Linked DNA regions of Rattus norvegicus: region 2 is linked to region 1. A link is a contact called in public Hi-C data. All regions are on one chromosome and are shown on one strand. Each heading gives the region's core, a stretch centred on a gene start, on an enhancer-like site or on the middle of the called end of the contact. The rest is flanking DNA. Distances are from core to core; before and after follow the strand shown. Region 1 holds the start of Doc2b (double C2 domain beta). Region 2 holds the start of Vps53 (VPS53 subunit of GARP complex).

Evidence for each region. Hi-C and Micro-C count contacts between places; a contact is called where the count stands out from the background.
Region 2: a Hi-C map of kidney shows a contact between it and region 1, with 4 times the contacts expected there. The contact joins the promoter of Vps53 here to the promoter of Doc2b in region 1. A contact is called at or near these places in 10 of 12 Hi-C or Micro-C datasets (the Rat2 cell line, Schwann cells, frontal cortex and 5 more).

The regions. Positions count from the first base shown.
Region 1 is chr10:61,148,006-61,152,949 of GRCr8, reverse strand. Doc2b (double C2 domain beta) reads left to right here and starts at 1,417. Exons shown (of 9, transcript NM_031142.1): 1 at 1,417-1,944. The coding sequence starts at 1,572. It overlaps LOC134480823 (a long non-coding RNA gene), which reads right to left and starts at 1,484. Exons shown (of 3, transcript XR_010055678.1): 1 at 1,347-1,484.
Region 2 is chr10:61,535,054-61,539,445 of GRCr8, reverse strand. It overlaps Vps53 (VPS53 subunit of GARP complex), which reads left to right and starts at 2,534. Exons shown (of 22, transcript NM_001105813.1): 1 at 2,534-2,751. The coding sequence starts at 2,665. LOC103693391 (a long non-coding RNA gene) reads right to left here and starts at 2,412. Exons shown (of 2, transcript XR_594815.4): 1 at 2,175-2,412; 2 at 1-792.

The DNA.
Region 1 (4,944 bases), core at 168-2,667:
ATATTAGACTCAATAGAGCAATGGTTCTCAAGCTTCCTAACGCTGCAACCCTTCAGTACAGTTCCTGGTGTTATGGTGACCCCCAACCGTAAAATTATTTTCATTGCTACTTCATAAGTGTAAGTTTCCTACCGTTATAAATCGTCATATATAAAAATATCTGTGTTTTCCCATGATTGAAAGTGACCCCTGTGAAAGGGTCCGCCAAGGGGTCACAACCCACGTGTTGAGAACCTTGACAATAGAGGGACACAGCTAAAACTGATAAGCCTCTCCCACACAGACTCAGTGAAAACCGGAGTAAACAGGATTCCATCCACACCAGGCCAGGGCTTATGGAGCCGCACCTGCACAAGCAGCAGCCTGTTCCCAGCACAGCTGTTCCCAGAGAGGCAGCAGGGATTTGCTTAGTTGCCTGGCCACCACAGGAGGCACAAGTGTGGGCCAGGCAGCACCTAGCCTTTACACCCAAACTCAACCATCACCCCAGGAGATCTCTTCCCTGGCCTGCTTCCCTCTGTCCATCCTGACCATGCCCTGGTCCAAGTCCTCACCCAGTCTGTCCTTTTGGGTCTTTCAAGTCACTCAGGGACTGAGTGAGGAGCCTGGCCTAGGTCCTGTTTGCATGTGACCTGACAGAAAGTGAGCAAACTGTCCCAGCAGTGTCCTGGGACAGCCCAGGGTACACTTGTCCTGCTAGGATGTAAACAGCCTGTACCTGACTTCCTGAGGAGGTAATCCTGTGGCTTGCCCACCTGCATCTACAAAGGAGGGGGTTTTTGAGGAGTTCATATCCTCATTCCCCAGATGACTTCTACGGCTATGGGTTCTGTTGGGCCCAGCACGGAAGACTGTGCCCTGGGCATTCTTGAGAACCTGTGTTTCTTGTGTGTATGCACATCCTGGGGAGGCTCACCGTGCCACAGAATCTGTCACCACTGCATGTGTCTGTAGCCTGTAGCCCGGAATGGGTGATCTTTTTCACTGAGTGTCTCGTGTGTGTGTGTGTGTGTGTGTGTGTGTGTGTGTGTGTGTGTGTGTGTGTGTGTGTGTGTGTGTGTGTGTGTGTGTTTGCAATGCCCCACACACCTGCGCCTGTCCCGCGAGAGTGAATGCAGCCCCCTCATGGGCTGGCACATGCGGAATGAGTAGCTCGCTGGGGCCAAGTCTGCGACCCTAAGTCAGGGAAGGCTCGGAGTGGCCCTGCGCGCCTCCCGTGTGTGTGAGCGCGCCCTGTGAGCGCGAGGAAGTGGTTGCTCTCCTGGCTCGCTCGCTCGCTCCCTCACTCTCTCCGTGCCCGCCAGCCCGCCCGCCCGCCCGCCCGCGCGCGCAGCCCGCACACTCACCGCTTGGTTGCTGCCGGGTGACGCGGGCTGGGCCCGCCCCCTGCTGCCGGCCCCGCACTCACTTGCACCGGCCGCCGCCGAGCAGGCAGCAGCCGCGTCAGGGCCGTCCGGGGGCCACACCGGCGATGCCCGCAGCCCCCGCAGCGCCCCGCGGGACCCGCTGACTTACCCCCGGGCCGGGGTCATACCGGGCCGGGCCGGGCCGCGAGCGGCGGCGCTGCCTGCATGACCCTCCGGAGGCGCGGGGAGAAGGCGACCATCAGCATCCAAGAGCATATGGCCATCGACGTGTGTCCCGGGCCCATCCGGCCTATCAAGCAGATCTCCGATTACTTCCCCCGCTTCCCGCGGGGCCTCCCCCCCACCGCCGCGCCCCGCGCCTCCGCGCCCCCGGACGCCCCCGCGCGCTCGCCCGCAGCCACCGCCGGCCCCCGCAGCCCCTCCGACGGCGCCCGCGACGACGACGAAGATGTGGACCAGCTCTTCGGAGCCTACGGTGCCAGCCCAGGCCCCAGCCCCGGACCCAGCCCCGTGAGGCCGCCGGCCAAGCCCCCCGAGGACGAACCGGACGCCGACGGCTACGAGTCAGACGACTGCAGTAAGTTTCCCAGTCGCCGGCCGCGCGCCCCCTCCCAGCACCCGGGTCCCTGCAGGGCAAGCGCCGCCGCCGCCCAGTACACCTGCACACAAGAGCTGGGAAGTTTGGGGGCGTCCTCTGGGGGCGCCCCGTCTCCAGGCCTCCGCTCCCCGGGGCGCGCCCCGCACTCCTTCTCGGCCCGCGCGCCGGGAGCTCCAGCGCGGGCGGCGGCTTTTGTTCCCGGGAAGGGCGGAGCTGCGCCCCGGAGAGACACCAGTTGCTGCGGGCCGCGCGGTCCCTCCCGGCCCCAGAGCCCTGTGCGGGCAGTCCCGAGGTGGCCACCTGGAGAGCTGGGGACCCTGCGGTAACTGGGGCGGGCCCCGCAGCCCATACCGCGCCGCGGCTCTGCTGGTGCGCGGGGCCGAGGACCAGGACCATGGGGCTGCTTGTCCTTTGGAAAAACCTTGGCGGTTCCTCTTCCCGCATCCGCGGACCCCGCTGGCCCTGGCCGTGGACCTTCGCCCACCTGTTACGCCGGCTTCCCTAATCAGGAATGTCCCTAGCCACCCCCTCCTCACGGACTCAGCCCCAGGGAGACAACAGACAACAGGGTCTCCTGAGCCAGGCCAGGACCTCTTCTGGTGTCTTGTGTGGTCCCTAAGGGTGCCTGATCCGGCCCACCAGGGACCATCCAGAAAGCAAAGGAGGAAAGAAGTCACATCACCCGTCCCATGAATTTGCTAGGGGCTGGGGTTGGGGGTGACTACATGGAAGGGCCCCAGCCCAGCTGTCATCCTGGTTCACTTAGAAAAAAACAGAGCCAGCCTCAAAACCTAGTCATGGGTGCCATGGGACCGTGGGATTGGGGGATAGCATACCAGCTTCCCCAAGGCAAAAGCAGCCCCTCCTCCGTACAACATTTGTAGTTATGCCTTGTCTGGGCGTTCCCCAGGGCCTCTGGGCTAGGGGCTGACTGTTCCCCAGCATAACATGTGCCTTGGATGCTGAGGCTGGGAGTTCACAGTGTCACCCTGGGAACAGACTCCACGTTTCACTTCAGGGAGCCCATCGACAGAGGTGGATCAAGTCTGGGCAGGGAACACTGCCTTTTGTGTGTTTTCTAGGCCTGGACCCTCTAACTCAGGGCACATGGAGGCCCTACCCACAAGCATAAAGGCTGAGGCGCAGGCCCCGCCCTCTGCTCTCCTGCAGGCTGAGGGAAACTAGAGGGGCTGCATTTATTAAAGTCTGCAAAGCTGCGCCCTGGATTTACTCTTTGCCCAGTTCCTGGCACTCTCAGCAAGGATCCAGGCTGGCGGCCCTCTAGGAGGCCCTAAGTAGGACCACAGTTAGCCCCCTTAGTGGGGTCCAGAGCCATCCTGGGAAGAAAGGATAGGAAGCCATTCCCATTTGCAGCATTCTGTCTGAGCAGGTGGACAAAGATTGTGCCTGAGGCACGGGCCACCCTCAGGTGCCATAGCAGCTCAGGGGATGACATAAGGCCAAGAGGGAAGAAACCTAGTCATTTTGGCTATCCTGAAACCCATCAGAAGGAATAAAGCAGGCCGGAAGCCCCACCTCCGGTCTGTCGACTCTGGCGTTTTTTCAGAACTCTGTCAGCAGCTGGGAGTGGAGCAAAGGGAACCGTGCTGAGTCCCTGGGCTCAGGCCACAGGTGTCCTAGCTGGAGACAGGCTCACATGAGTAGGGCCTAGATACAACGTTCTCAACTGAAACTGGGGGCTGGCCACACCCAGGTGGCTGTGATACACTGACCAAGTGTGGAGAAGAGGTCTGGAGCTTGCAGAGCTGAGGAAGTGGGGATGAAGCTGAGCATCTTATTAGGGCAGAGAGCACAAGGGCTGTGGCTCTCACAGGTGAGGAGAGCCCGAGCAGGACCACTCTGTACCCAAGGCTGTGCACCCTGTGAGCTCTGACAACCAGACCTCTTAGAATAAGCCTAAGTGATTCAAGCCAGATGGTTCATTATGGCTTTAGCCAGGGTTATGCTATTTGCTGCTCCAATTATTGGATTATCTGTTCGGATGAAAAGAAATGAGGGCGGCTGCTCTGTTGTCCAGGCAGAGGCGCGAAAACAGCCTGTTTGCTTAGCCTGGTTCTCCTCTTTAAAGCCCCTCCCTTGCTGGTCACCTCAAAGTATGCAAGTATGGGCACACGAACACACACACACACACACACACACACACACACACACACACCTCATTCCCTGCTGAGCTTAGGAGGTCAGTGAAAAAGACACAGCATCACGCTAGACCCCAGCACCCAGGTATCACAAGCTACCTGCCCCCCCCCATGTGCAGAGGGAACTCGGACCCCAAAGCTGCAATGACTGAGAGGCTTTGGACTACAAGTACCATGAAATCAGTTCAAAGTAGCTCACACCGGCAGATCAGCAAAGGTCCTGCTGCAGACACCATGGTAAACTGGAGCAGCCCTCCAGCATCCCTGGCGATGAGGCTTCTGTCAGTCCTTCCTCTCAGCCAGCTCTTTCCCTCTTGGGCTGAAAACCAGGGCAGGTTCTCTATTCCCAAGGGCATATGGATGAGGAACACCAGATATAAAACAGAGTCACAGTTTTGGTCTCAGACTCCATCAGCTAAGTGGGACCCTCGTGATCCAAGGTGGCTGCTGTGGGTCCAGGCATCACATATATCTAAGGTCTTAGATTGGATTTAGAATGAAATATTTTCTATTCTCATGTCTAGGATCCAGAAAATCTCTCTTAGAAGTTCCCAGGAGACTTGTCCTTTTGTCTCATTGGCTAGAATTGCACCACGTGTCCATGTTCCCAAATGATTCACTCAGCTAGGTCAGGACAGGAGCCCACGGAGGTCTGGAGCAAGGGTGAAGTGGGAACCGTTGTCGGGTCTTCCTAGAAGGCCCTCCTGGGCCTGGCAGATCCTCGTTACTGATGTCCGTGCCTCTTCCTTCAGCCATAACACCTTTGGGTCTCCGTCATATTCTATCACTTCAACAGTATAATGACAACTGTGTATCAGGG
Region 2 (4,392 bases), core at 1,285-3,784, 390 kb before region 1:
AGGAGCAAGAAACAAAACTGATGACACAAATAATAATGTGGATGGATCACAGATCCATTACGCTAAGTGAGAGAAGACAGAGTCGAAAGGTGACATGCTATAGGTCTCCATTCATGTAGAACTTATATGACATTCCGGAAAAGTCAGACCAGAGATTTCCAGACAATAGAGTGGGTGTGAAGAAAAGTAGGGGATGATGGAAATATCTCAATTGGACTGTGGTGTGCTGAGATGACAACATGCATTTAATAAAGCTCACAGCACTGGAAACTGAAAAGAGCTAATTTCATGGTATGCAAATTATATCTAATTTAAAAGAGAAAAATAAGACACTAGGTAAAACTGCATGTGTCTTTAGGAATGGTACATGCGCTTTCCTTCCCCTCTCTCTCTTCTCACTCTACCCCCCTTTCGTCTTTCTGTCTTATTTTTATTTTCTTAATTCTATGTGTATAGGTGTTTCGCCTGTATATAAATGTATACACCATGTGCATGCCTGATGTCCAAGGAAGCCATAAAAGGGTGCTGGATCCCTTGGAACTGGAGTTACAGACCGATGTAAGCTACCATGTGGGTGCTGGGAATTGAATCCAGGTCCTCTGGGAGAGCAGCCAGTGCTCTTAACCGCTAAGCCATCTCTCCATCCCCTTTATTTTTAAATTATGTATATGTGCATCATGTGCGTGGGTGTTCCTGGAGGCTGAGGGGATGTTGGACGCCGTGGAGCTGGAGTTCCATGGTTGCCGGCTGCTCAGTGAAAGTGCTGGTAACTAAACTTAGGTTCTGGATCCTCTGGAAGAGCAACAAGCAGTATTAATGGCTCAGTCATCTTGCCAGCCTTTGTTTTTGATTTTTTCTTTCTTTCTTTTTTTTTTTCCAGAGCTGGGGACCGAACCCAGGGCCTTGCGCTTGCTAGGCAAGCGCTCTACCACTGAGCTAAATCCCCAACCCTGTTTTTGATTTTTAAGAATCTCATTACATAGTCCAGCTGGCCTCAAACTCTCCACCTTTCTGCTTCAGTTCCCAGAGTCCTGGTATTTATAGGCATGTGCTACCACAGTCAGACGGCACCTATAGTTTCTGATAATAAAACTACCGTATGTTCATTATAGACATGTGGGAAAATAAAGAAAAAATATTTCCTTGTCATTTGCTTTTGGTTGAGAAAGTAAATTCCATATCCACCTACCCTCCATCTTCCAAGGGTTGGGATTAAATATAGACTTATACCATCACACCCAGCCAAATTTGCTCTCAAAAAATAAATATTCTGCTTTCTGAAATACACTGTGTATACATTCCCATGTTATTAAATAATTTTCAAAACAATGTTATGAGTCAATGTGTGTGTGTGTGTGTGTGTGTGTGTGTGAGTGTGTGTGCCGAATGTGTGGAGGTCAGAGGGCAACTTGTGGAAGTTAGGACTCTCTTTCCAACAAGTGGGTTCCAAGGATGAATTCAAGCATCAGGCTTTTCAAGCAAATGCTCTACTGGCTGAGCCATCTTGATGTCTCCTCTGCACTTCTGCAATTATATTTTTTAAGCAGTTTCTTTGGTTGCTAAAAATTATACTACTTACACATTTTTTTGGCAAACCAAAACAAAATTCCATTCCTAATACTGCAATTTTTTTTAATGAAAAGAGCAAATTATATTATTCCTGCAGAAATTTCGATAAAACTATATGTCAGAAAAAAAAAAAAAGTTCAGCAGGGCCAGATACTCCTTGGTCGAGGGTTTCACAATGTCAAACTGGTAAGGCAACCCTTCCCTTGGCTGCAATTCCCTCATTGTTCCAGTACCTGCTGGAAAAGCCGTTCCACAGGGCGATCTGGCTCCTCTTTTTGTGATGTAGGAGGCTAAACACCCTAACATTTCCTGTACTACCTGCCTAAGTTTGCATAATACTTCCATATTTAATGCTCACCCCATCTAACGTAGTGTACGCAGGGCAGATGGGAGTACTTTGTTCAAGGTCGTAAGGTTATCAAGGGTGTAAACAAGGATGTACAGCTTGGACGTCCAGTCTCAAAAATCAAACACTTTCCTGCGTTGAGTCATTTTCCCCCCTACTCCCCACCCTAGTGAGGAGGCTTCAGACAATTTTGCGCAGGGGATCCTTATCTAAGACACTCCCCCAAACTTCATATGCCCTTGGCAACACCGCCACTTACCAGCGAGTCATTTCACCCGCTATGGTAGGGGGTCACAGACTGTTCCAGACCAAGGGGATCCAGCGAGTGGGTTGTATGTTGGCTTCGTTGCCAGAGGGGCTTACTGCCCATCCATTGAGACACTGACGGGGCCAACCGCTCTCTGGGGCGCCCCCGCTCTCCAGCGACACTACGGCGCCGGTGGGAGACGCGCCCTGGGCGAGGTGGGGAGGGTTCCCAATCTTAAGAACCCGCCGCGTGCGGCCAGGGAACCTGTGGTTAAGGGTTATCTGGAGATTTTCCAGGGATTTGACTGCCATGGCTGAAGTCAGTCCTCCGCTATCCCAGAGTCCCCCGGTTCCCGGAAGTGCCCGACTCTCCGGAAGTGCCGGGCTAGACGAGCGAGTAGCGGCTTTCTCGAGCCCTGTACCTGGAGGATTGCAATTCTGGGGTCCTGGTGATAGACAGATCACGACAGGGTTGGAGAGGGCGTCGGGGGCTGAGCGGCGGGATGATGGAGGAGGAGGAACTGGAGTTTGTGGAGGAGCTGGAGGCTGTGCTGCAGCTCACGCCAGAGGTGCAACTAGCCATCGAGCAGGTGAGCGCTCCACCCCCTCAGGAGGGTGCTACGGTGGAATGGGCGGCTCTGGGCCGGGGTCGAATCCACCCTTCTAGGCTGGAAAGGTGGTGGCTCGAATTTAGAGCGGAAGTCTGGATGGTAGTGAAGGTGGGAATGGGTTTCTCAGCCCGGGGACAAAACACGTCTTCTCCAGGCTCTTTAGAGGTTGTCACGCCCTGCTAGGTTTGGGCCTAGATGTACTCTTTGACAGGATGAACCTAGGAGCCCTGTGACTGGAGAATTCGGATTATGGGAGATTTTTAAGACCTCATTCATTTTCTAGCTAGTACTGCTTCTCCCATTTCTCAGGTTAAGCTCTTGGAGTGCTTTGGAATTGGCAGCGGGATACTTTCATTGCGGAAACAAATGACCGAATAGGGGTGTGGGGAGGCATACTGGAAAATGGCTCTTGTGCTGGTGTATGGGTGTGTGTACTTGACACAAGCTGGAGTCATCTGGGAAGAGAAAGCTTCAGTCGAGAATTGCCTCCATCGGATTGGCTCACAGGCAAGTCTGTGGGGGCATTTTCTTGGTTGATGCTGTAGAATGGCCCAGCCTACTATGGGAGGTACCACCCCTGGGCAGCAGGTTCTGAGTTGTATAGAAAAGCAAGCTGAGCAAGCCATGGAAAGTAAGCCAGTAAGTAACATTCCTTGGTGGTTTCTGCTCTATTTCCTGTCCTGGTTTCACCTGATAATATACTGTAACCTGTAATCCAAAGAAATTATTTACTTCCCAAGTTTTTGGTCATGCTGTGTTATCACAGAAATGTAAAGCAAACTAAGACAGTTCTTTACCATAATTAAAAGGTTGAGGGCTAGTGAGATGGTCAGTGGGTAAAGGCACTGTGCCACCAAGGCTGCTGACCTGAGTCTCTTTCCCAAGACCCTCAAATAGAGGGAGAAAACTACTCTTGACCATAACACACACACACACACACACACACACACACACACACACATCTCCCTACCCCCTGGTCTACAAAGTGAGTTCCAGGATAGCAAGGGATACACAGAGAAACAAATAAAAAAGTATTAATGGTCCATATATGCTAATTATTATTATTTTTTTCTTTTTTTCGGAGCTGGGGACCGAACCCAGGGCCTTGCGCTTGCTAGGCAAGCGCTCTACCACTGAGCTAAATCCCCAACCCCGCTAATTATTATTAGTAGAATTAATATTTTACTTGGGCAATAGTCACTAAGTGAGGTACACTCTTCCTTTCCATTAGTATTGGAGGATTGAACTAGATCCTTGGCACATGAGGTAAGTAAGTGTCTTACCACTGAGCCATATCAATATCTCCTGATGTGCTTTTTCTTACAGTGTGAACCCATGTCAGTTCCCTTAAGGAAGATCTTTCTCCCTTTATCAAGAACAAAACCCTATGCAGAGGCCTACACAGTTACTTCTAGTATCATGACCATACATTTTAATATACTTGACAAGGGACTTTAGTCACCAAAACCTTCTTGTTGAGAAGAGAGGACTCTTAGGGATATTCTTCAGTGTCACCCAAATTGCAAAAATTCTCAACATTTTAAGATTTTTACTGTATTTATGTGTATATGACCTGTACATGTGTCTCCTTGAAATTCCTTAAACCACCCATGAAGTACA